Regions from separate parts of the Mus musculus genome. Here regions 1 and 3 are each linked to region 2. A link is a contact called in public ChIA-PET and Hi-C data. All regions are on one chromosome and are shown on one strand. The core of a region is the stretch at or near the end of the contact, and the rest is flanking DNA. Distances in the headings are between cores, read along the strand shown. Region 1 holds the start of Glrx2 (glutaredoxin 2 (thioltransferase)). Region 2 holds the start of Rgs1 (regulator of G-protein signaling 1). Region 3 has its middle 21 kb from the start of Gm41964.

Evidence for each region. Hi-C and Micro-C count contacts between places; a contact is called where the count stands out from the background. ChIA-PET counts read pairs in DNA pulled down with a chosen protein or histone mark.
Region 1: an RNA polymerase II ChIA-PET map of effector CD8 T cells shows a contact between it and region 2, with 10 read pairs. The contact joins the promoter of Glrx2 here to the promoter of Rgs1 in region 2. A contact is called at or near these places in 3 of 115 datasets of contacts at active chromatin or transcription factors (bone marrow-derived macrophages, effector CD8 T cells and memory CD8 T cells) and 1 of 9 other capture datasets (liver).
Region 3: a Hi-C map of natural killer cells shows a contact between it and region 2, with 7 times the contacts expected there. The contact joins the enhancer-like site here to the promoter of Rgs1 in region 2. A contact is called at or near these places in 2 of 39 promoter capture datasets (embryonic stem cells and macrophages), 3 of 484 Hi-C or Micro-C datasets (CD8 T cells, LSK cells and natural killer cells), 2 of 115 datasets of contacts at active chromatin or transcription factors (microglia and regulatory T cells) and 1 of 9 other capture datasets (liver).

What each region holds. Positions count from the first base shown.
Region 1 is chr1:143,737,035-143,740,952 of GRCm38.p6, forward strand. It overlaps Glrx2 (glutaredoxin 2 (thioltransferase)), which reads left to right and starts at 2,534. Exons shown (of 4, transcript NM_001038592.1): 1 at 2,534-2,724. The coding sequence starts at 2,627. Gm46161 (a long non-coding RNA gene) reads right to left here and starts at 2,132. Exons shown (of 2, transcript XR_001779472.2): 1 at 1,966-2,132.
Region 2 is chr1:144,246,889-144,251,116 of GRCm38.p6, forward strand. It overlaps Rgs1 (regulator of G-protein signaling 1), which reads right to left and starts at 2,216. Exons shown (of 5, transcript NM_015811.2): 1 at 2,013-2,216; 2 at 1,591-1,671; 3 at 1,018-1,079. The coding sequence starts at 2,149.
Region 3 is chr1:143,915,497-143,919,367 of GRCm38.p6, forward strand. No RefSeq gene overlaps it. Among named protein-coding and RNA genes, the nearest start is that of Gm41964, 21 kb to the right of the region's middle. Within about 2 kb of position 1,260, at least 169 of the 459 cell types and tissues checked have an H3K27ac peak or open chromatin away from gene starts, as enhancers often do. A contact at or near this core is called in CD8 T cells, LSK cells, liver and 4 more, where this site is marked.

The sequences.
Region 1 (3,918 bases), core at 1,284-3,783, 510 kb before region 2:
TCACTTTGTAGACCAGGCTGTCCTTAAAACTATAAAGATCCAGCTGCCTCTACCTCCCAAGTGCTGGGATAAAAGGTTTGAGTTACCAAGCCCTGTCAACCTGATCATTTTAAAAACACTGTGTGTATGTGTGTACCTATGTTCAGGCTAGAGTACAACTGAAGGGGTTGGCAGTTGAGCCATCTCTCTGGCCCACAAATTGATGTTTTAATGTACAGTAACTATAACAACCAAGCCAATTAACATATCCATTACTCCTAAGAGCTTCATTATTTCCTGCTAGAAAATTTAAGAGCAATATTTTTAGCAAGTTTCAAGAAATACAGTATTGCTAACTCTATTTACAGTGCTGTACGTTAGAACCATATGTTAAATATCTAGAACTTTTTTTTTCTTGTATAAGTAACACGTTACACTGTCAGTAATATCTCCATATAACTCTCCTCCCGAGGGCAGTAACTATAATGATCTTCTCTGCCAAAATCCTCCTTTCCTCCTCCTCCTCCTTTTGCTTTGTTTTTGTTTGTTTGTTTGAGACAGGGATTTGAAACAGAGAACTGTTTAGCCCAGGAACTAGCTCTGTAGATCAGACTGGGCTCACACTTGGAGATAGGATGGCCTTTACTTCTCCAGTCTGGGAGTAGAGACATGCTCCACAACCTCCGGGCCCCCAAATCCTCATGTTGTTGAAGTCATCACTGTTGGTCCAAAGCAACTTCTCAAAACAATAGTGCTGCTGACAATGTCCTGAACAGAGGACTCTGACCCGGTGGGTAAACAGAAAACTTCAGCTCCTGTTTACCAGGGACCTCCCTTAATCTGCTCCCAAAGTTCAGTTACCTTACTCAGACAGACAGACAGACACCACACACACACACACACACACACACACACACACACAGCCTTGACAGTTTGATTCCCCCAAAATTTTCCTTCTAGCCATGGAGTGGTTAAGTTGGTGATTTTTACTGCCTGCGCCCTCTTGCTTACTTACAATCCCAAGTGTGGACAAAAAGTATTCTTCTTATAGCTATCTCAGGAAACAAGCTAAGTCGGAAAGTATCAGTCTAGCTCAATGCATGATGCTTATCTCAGGCATAATGTTGTTAGTACTTGCATGCTGATGTTTTTTAAAAGAGCAACTGCTCACTACAAATCTCATTTACAGTATATTAAAATTAAATTGCGCAGAAGACATGGTAGTGAATGGTATCCCAGCATTTAAGAGATGGTGCTGGAGGATTGTAAAATTGAGACGCATGGGGATAAACAATGTATCTCTAGAAAGAGGGAGGGGTTTACATTGTTTCCCTTAATTGAGCCAGAGGTAAATTGTTCTTCAAAAGTTCTACTTCAAAACAAACAACAAAAGCCACAGTAACTTTCCTAAGTCGCTATCTCTTGGTAAAATTATTTTATATAGCAAACTTTGATTTTCAAAGTAAATTTGGGCTTTATGAAAAAAAAAACATGTTATGCCCCTGGGAGATTTGTTTTTGCAATTAACTTGATGATTATGAAAATCTTTTATGATTTGATGATATACAGACCAAGGGAAGTAAAAAAAGAGCAACCATAAACAGAAGTTCTAATTTTGTACCTTGGCAACATGAATCTTAAGTTTGGGTTCAGCATGGAGGCTCAAGAAAGGTATGGATAAGCCGGGCGTGGTGGCGCACGCCTTTAATCCCAGCACTGGGGAGGCAGAGGCAGGCGGATTTCTGAGTTCGAGGCCAGCCTGCTCTACAAAGTGAGTTCCAGGACAGCCAGGACTATACAGAGAAACCCTGTCTCGAAAAACTAAAAAAAAAAAAAAAAAAAAAAAGGTATGGATAGTTTCAACGATTGTTCATAGTTTTAGATACACCATTAGACCTTGGCTTTCAGTTTCAGTATCCTCAGTGTATAGAGCTAAGGGCGGATCCCCCTGAACTTATGAAAACACGTACAAAGGGCTATTATTACCGTCACTGAGAGGCTTGGATAGGTTTGTCATTAGGAGCTGCGGCAGCCATGGCTGTTAAAGCCATGATGAACTGTCTCTGGGCTAATTCGTTTCCTAATTTCAGTTTATTTTAAAAACACCACCTTGCTTTCTTCGGAAAGAACGTTAAACATTGGACCGCCTGTGTTTTTCACTTTCTGAGTACAATTCAACCTGCCTATGGACTCCGGATCAATAAATTAATCTTAAGATGACATTCCGGTCCGGTCCATCTTTCACATCCTAAACCTGTCTGACCAGAGGTGGTGACTGACCTACCTACCACCCTCAGGTAAACACCGGGCCACCACCCTGCCTCGAGTAATTTTTCTTGTGGCTCTCCCTAAGCCTCTTTCTTAATCCTGAATGCGGGCGTGAGGAGCTCGGGAGAACTCGGTAGAGATCGGAAGAACTCGGCAGGCAGGTGAGTGCCTCGCTCTACCGCCGAGGATGCGAACCTGCAGGCTCGCGGGCACGCGGGCGCGTGGGCGCGCGGAGACGGGGGAGCCAGGAAGCGCGGCGAGCCCGGCGGCGGCGCGGACAGCCCGATGGGGCGGAGCGAGGCCGCCGGAGGGGCGGGCTTCCATCGTCGTGGTCGCGATCGCCTGCTGCTCTCCCGGAGGCTGCCGGGGACCTTTGGCTATGTCCTGGCGCCGCGCGGCTTCGGTGGGGAGGCGGCTGGTGGCGAGCGGGAGGATCTTGGCGGGGCGGCGTGGCGCGGCTGGAGCTGCGGGCTCGGGGTACGCGGCGGGGCGGGCCGGGCCTGCGGGGCTTGTGGATCCCTGCGGTAGTGTTAGTGTGGACCCAGCCGGCTTGGGGGACAAACAACAGACGTCCTAGTCTGAGCTTAACAAATACAGCATGTGGTTTTAACTCAGCGTAGACCTGGATGGCCCTGAAAAGAGACTCCCCTGCTTGTGGGAACTTATATTGAACTTATATTATCGTTCTTAGATTGATTGTAAGTCTTTGCTATCCTGTCGCAGGATGTGAACTTGACTCATGCTTTTAAATGCCCAAGGCTTTGCAGCTAGTAACTCTGGCATCCTGTAGATGTGGTTTCTGGCTTGATGGGAGCATTGCTTTCCCTGGCTTCCTTCCTTAGCATAACCCTGGGCTGGCATACCAGTGATGGCCAATCAGGCCTGGCCTAGGCAGCTGTCAAGACGTCTGTCTCAACATCCTATACTCCCCTGTCTTCCAGGGAGACTTACTTTCTGAAAGCGCTGGTCACGTGATGTTAACCATTTGCCAGATCATTAGGACTGTTTCCTATTGGAGATATCTGGTGTATATCCTGCTTTGCCCACCTACCACCTCTTAGTAGATGTTTCATAAATGGAGCGCGACTAGTTGGTGCTTTATCAGTGTTGAGGTATTTCATTGGGCATTTATGCGGTGCCTGCCCCTTTCCTTAATAGGAAAGCTAAACCAGAAATCGAAGGGACTGCCTTAAGAAAGGTAGGGGTGCTTTTTTTGGAGCTTTTTCTTTGGCAGGGAATATGCCTCTTTGGTCTTTTTTTTTTTTTTTTTGGTTTTTCGAGACAGGGTTTCTCTGTATAGCCCTGGCTGTCCTGGAGCTCACTTTGTAGACCAGGCTGGCCTCGAACTCAGAAATCCGCCTGCCTCTGCCTCCCGAGTGCTGGGATTAAAGACGTGCGCCACCACACCCGGCTGGTCCTCTTAATTTCTTAGAAAAGCTCACCCGTCGTAAATGCCACATAGGTTTAAGGAGGTGGTAAATGCTAGATTAGAGATTTTGTTTTTAGCGTTGAAAACCCAAATAGACTGGATTGATGCCATCCAGCGTTCTTCCAGGCCAAAGCCATCTGGCACTTTCCTACTGCTTTGAACTTCACAAACCCTGCTAGCATTTTTTTTTTTTTTTTTTCTCAAAGCTGCCTCCCACAAAGTAGGGAGCAGTCTTCCAAGCT
Region 2 (4,228 bases), core at 966-3,465:
ATTGGGTCAAACTAAGCTAAATTTCTTCGACTTCCCAAGTAAGTTTCGTAGTGTCTTTCTACAAAGAGGGTAAACTTATTCCCGAGACCAAGCTGATTGTCTTCACTTCTGAATAAGATTCTAATCCCAATAGTGTTGCAATCCCACCATGGGGAATGGAGACTGGTTTCATTCATTTTTTTTTATTTCCTTCCATCAGAAAACCCCCACAAGCCTCTCTTGAGCTTATATTAAAACATGTATCATGCTGAATGCTTTCAGTGTTTACTTGGAATATCCAAGTGTCTTTAACGAAGTAATAGACTGTGTATTTGCATTTGAATCCTTGCTGTTTTTAAAATACCTTCCACGTAGGGTGGACAAATGAGAGTTAATAAGTATGTGGATGATAGACGACTAATTAAATAAACGAATCCTACTCTTTTCACTGAATGGTACAAAGTACATTTTAAGTACCTTTCAAAATAGCAATTCCAATGATGTGATATTTTCTTGGCTTTTAAAACTTTGAAGCTACAATGTACTTTTATTCACCTTTATTTTAATTTTTGAATGCTTATTATTATTTGATGTGTATATGTGTGTCTTCTTCTCCTTGCCCCTCTCCATGCAGAAGCGCCTGTGGACAGGTGCCCACAGAGGCCAGAGGAGGGCACAGGAGTTACAGGTAGATTGCTGTGAGACCAGTCCCTTGAGTGCAGGGAAACAGTCATCTTTAAGAGCAACAAGCAATCAGCCAACCAGCCAGCTCTCCAGCAACACAGCCTAATTTCAGTTTTGTTCTTGAATGCAAGAACACATGTAACTGTTTTGGCAGATTTGTCTAAAGGACAGTGATAAAAATCTAGTGCTATATTACTGAGTCATATTGTGAGGAAATTATGAATGATTCAAGAACTAAAATACTTCATTTTTGCATACTTGCTTTTCTTCCTTTGATAACATACATTAATCATCCATCCAACTTATTAAATTATCAAGCTGACCCCAAAACAATGGATAGATAGGAATACTTACTCTGGTTGGCAAGGAGTTTTTCCAGAGACTGAGACCACTGCATTACTTCTTCAGCAGAAAGTCTACAGTTAACAAAAATAATCTAAATTAATAAACTAGTTTTGGAAATCCCACTTGATTTAATAATGGCTACTACATATTGATAACTAAAATTTTTTGTTATGACTTCTATTATTACTTTTATGAATAAAGTTCCTTTTAATCACCATAGTTATGAAAAAAATCTGTCAAGACAGTTAAAATCTAAGTGGATAAATTAGAAAAACACAAATAGAAAACTGATGTGGACATATTAATAATTAATGTTCATTGGCTCTAATATGGGCTAATCTTGTTTGGCTTGTTACCTAAAAGAAATTAACTCCATTGCATGCAGTATTTTTATATGCCTTTTTAAAGTCCAAGGCTTCACTCAAGTCCCCTGCCCATCCCCCTGTCTCAACCTCCAAGTACTGGAATTACAAGAGTAAGCTGGCATGCCTAGACACATGAAGTATCAGTATCATTTGAAGACAACAGTTAGCTTCTAGGATGCTTAGACACTTAGAATATTTCAATATATTCAGTACATACATGTCTTTGGACTTGGCCGATTTCATCCCAGATTCCAGATGTGGGATCATCGATCTCAGGTATGTTTTCACGTCCATTCCACTACAAAAGACACCAAAAATTCATAATTCTCTACAAGAGTTCCCCTTATCTATGAAAAGAACATGAAGCAAACATATCTGAGGAGGAAGGTAATAATAAGACTAGCTAACACAATATTTTAGTATGTTAAAATAGAACTCATTTTTATGAACAACGTCTAGAAAGATTTCCCCAGACTTTCTGGTAACATGATTTATTTTCCAATAAAACTGACTCTCACTTATAAGTCACAGGAGGTAATTGCTCCGCTCTCCATAAACCAAATGCCAGCACTCACGTCCACTTATTCCTACTCCTTTGGCCATAAAAGATAATCAAAGAGACACACTGAAGGAACTTACAAAGTCTTTGGCCTTTTTTTCTGCTTTTTGTCGTCTAGAAGAGAATGGCTGTGTTCTTTCGAATCCTTTGGGCTAGCAGAAAAGAACATTCCTGGCATTTTGTTCAACCTTGGCATGGAGATGGCTGCCGCTCTCATGGTCTTCTCAAAACGAGTGAGTGTCTGTTAGTCTACGACTGCTGCTTTATATAGCGTAAGGCAGACAGGGCACTTGCTGTTCAGGGAGTCTGTTTATCAAGTGATGTTACCACAGGCACGGAAGTTCCTCCTTTCTTGGTGTGTCGTGACGTGTATCTTGAAGAAAAAAAAGTGTACAGGGATGTCTTGTGGTTGAAACTCAACTGAATGAGAGCAGGTCATTTGATTAGGAAGGCAGGAACAAAATTATGCACACACATGCACAAACACACACACACACACACACACACACACACACACACACACAGACACACACAGATATATAGAAGGGGGCCATACACATCTCTGGAGGAAAGGAAGTATCAGCCTTTAGTTTGAGTTAAAACTTTCTTTTTTTTTTCCCTTGAAAACTATATGTTCTGGTCAATGTTACATTTGCTATATTTTCTGTATCACGCAGAAATTCAACAGTAGAGTCCTATCCCTCCCTTCACCTTGATGCTTGGGGTAGTTCTGGAGTATAAAATCATCTGATCACAATGTTTTTTCTCCTTTCTTAAAAATTAAAAGTAGATTTCCTTGTCATATAGTATACTCTGATTACAGCCCCCCCCCTTTAGTTTCTTCTGGCTTCTTCACAATATTTTAAGAGTTCTTCACCACTGCCACCCATATGAAGCAGTATAAGATTAATGTTTTTTTTATACTGACTACTCTGTATCTATCTGGTAAGATGGAGACCTATGGGAGGCTGTCTACACCACTGTGGTGTCTGGAATCTTGCCCATCATTTCCATCACAAGGAACATTCTTGTTAGAATTTTCCAAGGTGTGTACAAAATATTCTACCAGTGACACATAAGATGACCTTAAGGAGCATTCTGTTTTTTAATGCTACTTCTATAATTAGACTATAAGTGATGTGTCACTGTAATTGTGTTCAATAATTAAGATGGCATGGTAAAATTAAAGAAAACCTATGAATAAAAGTGTACCTAACATACAGACCTTACATAATGATAAAGATACCAATCTTTAAAAATAAAGTATCTGAGGGAAAATTCAAAGTAAACTCAGAATTTGTTTGAATAAGTCAATCATTTGTACTAGTTAGGATATAATAATTGAATTTTTTGAAATATCTCCAGAGAGGAAAAATCTAGCTTTAATTGAGATGATTACATTACAAAAATCATTACTCATTGATAAAAATCATGTATCAGAGCAGAGATATTAATGCAATATAACATCTTACAGAGTTTATACAAGATGCATACTATGGCACTTTATAGGATGGCCAACTTTACTTTGGGCAGATTGAATTTTGCCTCTCAATAGAGGGTAGCCTTTATCATAGAAACTTTTGGTGGAATTAGGTAAATTTGACTTAAAAAAAAGAGAGGCATATTAATTTTTCTTTGTCCTTTTTAAAAAATCAGTATGATACACAAAGTCTGTAGTAAACATTTATAGTATTACAACATTCACTATGGTTACGAATGGCTATTTCATACATTGCTATCATCTGATGTTTACCAGATAACATGATTCATTTAAGAAAGAGAAGTAGTGAGATGAGCTGGCCACTTTGAAAGTGACCCAAACAAAACCGATGGGCTGTGACAGTTGACGTAAAGATGTGTGTTTGTTTACTTCCTGTGGTCCAGCTCAGACTTACTTTCCTGTTAAAATCTTTCACCGTTTCTCATGTTTGTTTATTGATAAACTTCCACTCCTGTGGATAATGTGTGTAAGTTAAATGCTTGAGAAACACAATTTAAAGGTTATTTTAATGAACCATGGTTACCTGTTATCAATACACCCTGGCAATTTCCAAAAACTGTGCAAGAACTATTCCTTTGGATGTTACAAGCATCAGAAGAGTCAGTAGAAGCAGCAGAGTATATAGCACCAGATATGTTTGGAATATGTGAGATTTTTAGTATTTTGCAGAACCATAGCCTTTTTTTTTTTAAAGATAAGAAACATGGGTTTTTATTTGGTTAATTTTTACTAAAATAATATAAAATTAACAGGTCTCATTATGTCATTCCACACATACATTGTTCCCACTGCTTC
Region 3 (3,871 bases), core at 10-2,509, 330 kb before region 2:
GGCATAAAATCCTGTCCATTTTACTTTTTATATTAAATCCTAGTACACAGAGTGGGTTTATATGTAGCAAAGTAACTTTTCAGTTTCAAGTGAAAGTGTTCACTGGTTTATTAAGACATGGTCACATGTTGGGTATTTTTCTCATTAAGATTATAATCTCCTGAGACTGTATACTCTTCTGGATATCATGTAGGAACTATGTTTTTTCTCTTTTGTGTGAAAAGAGGATAAATGTTAAAAACAACAAGATTTAATTTAACAAAAGTCTAAAAACCCATAAACAACTCGATTGATTTGTCAAGTCAAAGGAATGCTGTATAGAACATTATAAAAAATCTTTCAGTGTTTTTTTCCAAACACAAATCCATTACTTTCTTTCTTTTTTATGAGTTTTTATTAGATTTGTTTATTTACATTTCAAATGTTATCCCCTTTCCTCGGAAAATCTCCTAACACCTCCCCCTTCCCCTGCTCACCAACCCGCCCCACCCACTCCCTCTTCCTGGCCCTGGCATTCCCCTTTACTGGGGCATAGAACCTTCACAGGACCAAGGGCCTCTCTTCCCATTGATGATCAACTAGGCCATCCTCTGCTACATATGCAGCTAGAGCCATGAGTCCCTTTGGTTGGTGGTTTAGTCCCAAGGAGCTCTGGGGATACTGGTTAGTTCATATTTTAGTTCCTCTGGGAGGGTTGCAAACCCCTTCAGCTCCTTGGGTACGTTCTCTAACTCCTTCATTGGGAACCCTGTGCTCAGTCCAATGGTTGGCTGTCAGCATCCAACTCTGTATTTGTCAGGCACTGGCAGAGCCTCTCAGGAGCATTACTTTCTTTTTGTTGGAAACTGTAGCTCTGTCAGGTGCACAGCTGTAGTTATAACTGTTTGTCTTCTAATGTTTCTTGAGATGAGTAACAGAATATATACATATAAAGGGTATTGAGTTTCAGTCTCAGGGTCCATTAGGGAGTGACAGTCAGTTGAGAACTGAACTGCTATTTGACTGTATCCAAAATTATTCTAATCTCTGAGTGTTTCAAAAGAGAACTTAACATTTTACAGTGATTTACAAGTTTTACTGTAGTCTTTCTTTTAGCTAGTTAACACATCTCTGCAGACGAGTTTGCAGTCCTTTCCCTCTGCAATTCGTATAGTTCACACGGAACTTGACTTCTGCTTTTTTGGCTGTCTAACTTCTCCTCTTTTAGATCATACGATGATAAACAGCACTTCCTCTGAGAGCATTCTCAGTCTGCCTGGGTCTGGGTTAGTTTCCGGACTGGCGAGACCGAGCTGTGGCCTGCTCCCTGCAGCAGCCTGTAGTGTGACCGTCTCCACAGCACAATTTTAGTGAGGCCTGGCTTCATCTCTGTCTTTTCATGTCTTTCCTCACCTGTTCAGCAAATGTGCAATGGGCATCTCTGCTTGTCTCTAATAGGCTCTGCTACCTTAGCCGTCAACTGTTGAAACCTTCCCTAGCTTGGGGAGCTTGACGTGAGGAATACTAGACAGGAGATATTCTTCCACAGTATACTGGGTGATGACTCTCTTTTACTGTCTTGTTAGGAAGAGGAACTAGCTCCCCTTTTATTTACATGTTCCTTCACCAGGCTGGACAGGCAGATAGTTTTTCTTGTTGGAAAAAAATGTCAGTACCATATCCTTTAGCCTTGGTAGAGATCATTTTTCCTCAACTGTTGCCAACTTCCTCCCCCCTCCATTAAATTTTAGCACCACAAGCATACTGCGTTTCTGTGGATTGCCTTTGAAGATCCATGGATCACTGTGTCTTTTCTTTACAACCCAAGAATACGTTTTTGGTCTTTTTGGGTCTGTTGCTCGGTGTTTGGTTGTGCTGATGTTGCAATTACTATCAAGTGTCAGTGGCCAGGAAATGGGGGAGATCCACAGAGGGGCATTTGACTTTTTCAACCTTTCCTAGCTTCTCCCAGTTAGAGAAAAAGACGGTATGACGCATTCCAGTTTCTCTGGGAGATGGTCTTGTATATCTATAAGGGCCTCAAGTGTCCTGTCTGTCTGTCTGTCTGTCTCTCTTTTTCTCTCTCTCCCCTCCCTCCCTCCCTTTTCTGCCTGCCTGTCTTCCTTTCTTTTACCCAAAAGGGAGGTGTGCTGTGGTTTCTAGAGGCAGGATCCAGGTCTGAGCTCTTCCAAATTTGGCAAAAGCTCCTGGCACGTTTTTCCCCCTGAGCTCTCTTGTTTAGTTCCCTGAGCTGTTTGGGGACATCTGCAGCTGAAGAACAATCTTCTCTCCTGGGGGTGGAGAAAGGGCCACGTGACTTCTCCCTTCTCGTGTCTCGTGGCACACTGGGTGTTTGTAGCCAAACTATCCTGGGCTCTGGAGAATCTCACAACGCAAACAGCTTGCCTTTTGAGGCTTGGGCATATGTTCTAGGCAGTCTGAAGCCTGCTTGCATGAGTTCTGTGACTCCCTCCACTCTGCCAAGACCAGCTGGCTGTTATTAGTTCTGTATCTTTTGTTCTCCCCAGCTCAGTCTAAATACAATTTCATAAATATTGACTGGGGTGATTTATACTGAACTTCATGAGATTGAACTACAGATGAGCAGGTGAAATGTTGGGCAATTTTAAATAGCTTGTTTAAGGTTGCCCAGTTTGAGAAATAGGGTAACTTCAGAATCTGAACCCAGTTTTTTTTCTGACTCACCTGCATTATGTTACCCTCATCTTCCAAACTGGGTGACAAAGCACGTTGCTTACGGACATTTCTCTCACGCAGTGCTTTGTATGCTTGGGTATGGAGAGAAGCTGTGTAGGCTGGCAATGAGGATGCACCAGTCTCAGCCCCATAGTGGTGTTGTTCAGAACACTGAAGCACCCTTTGAGACTTGGCAGATCTCGAATTATAACCTAACTTCTTTATGGTACTTTTGGTAGAAGGTCTCAGAAAGGCCAGATGTAGAAAGCAGGGCGCCATCATCTTTGAAGATTCTACGTACTGTGCTTGTATTGTGGTAGTTTATCCAGTCTGCTTTGTCAACTACTGGTGCCCTTTACTCGAGGTCATTATACATGCTAGTTGTGTTTCATTTGAGGAACTAAGTATATTAGGAAAGAGGGCTCATTTCAGGCCGAGGCTTGACTAAGATAGCCGAAAACAGAGGAGTTCCTCAAACCTCAGATTACAAAATAAAAAAAAAAATAGAAATAACAAAAAGTGTCACCTTCAAAAACTAAACAAAAAATGCATTTCTTTTTTTTTTTTCCATTTTTTATTAGGTATTTAACTCATTTACATTTCCAATGCTATACCAAAAGTCCCCCATATCCACCCACCCCCACTCCCCTGCCCACCCACTCCCCCTTTTTGGCCCTGGTATTCCCCTGTACTGGGGCATATAAAGTTTGCAAGTCCAATGGGCCTCTCTTTCCAGTGATGGCCGACTAGGCCATCTTTTGATATATATGCAGCTAGAAAAAAATGCATTTCTTAATTTCTTGTTTTTGTTACCAGTCGGGTGATGGTAAAGAACAGTTGCCACATCCTGTTGGTTTTGCCCTACACCCCCGCCCCTACCAACCGCTCCCCCTGGGAGCTGGCCTGCAATTGTGTCTCTATCCTGTAACCCTACCTCCTTTGGTGTTGAGAACTTGTTCCTGTGCTTGAGCTACATAAAAAGATCCCTTCAACTCTCGGTGTCTTGGGTTGCAACTTGGAAGCCTGTGCTTTCTCTGGCACAGGCTGTGTCCTCCTCAAAGCAGCCAAGAAGTGCCCTACTTTCTCTTTTGTACCGCACAAGGAGAAGGGAGGCTTGAACCTGGGGGCATTGTTGAGAGACAGGCCTGATGCTATCACAGTCTTTCCATTTCTGTTATGGAAGAATTAACTTTGA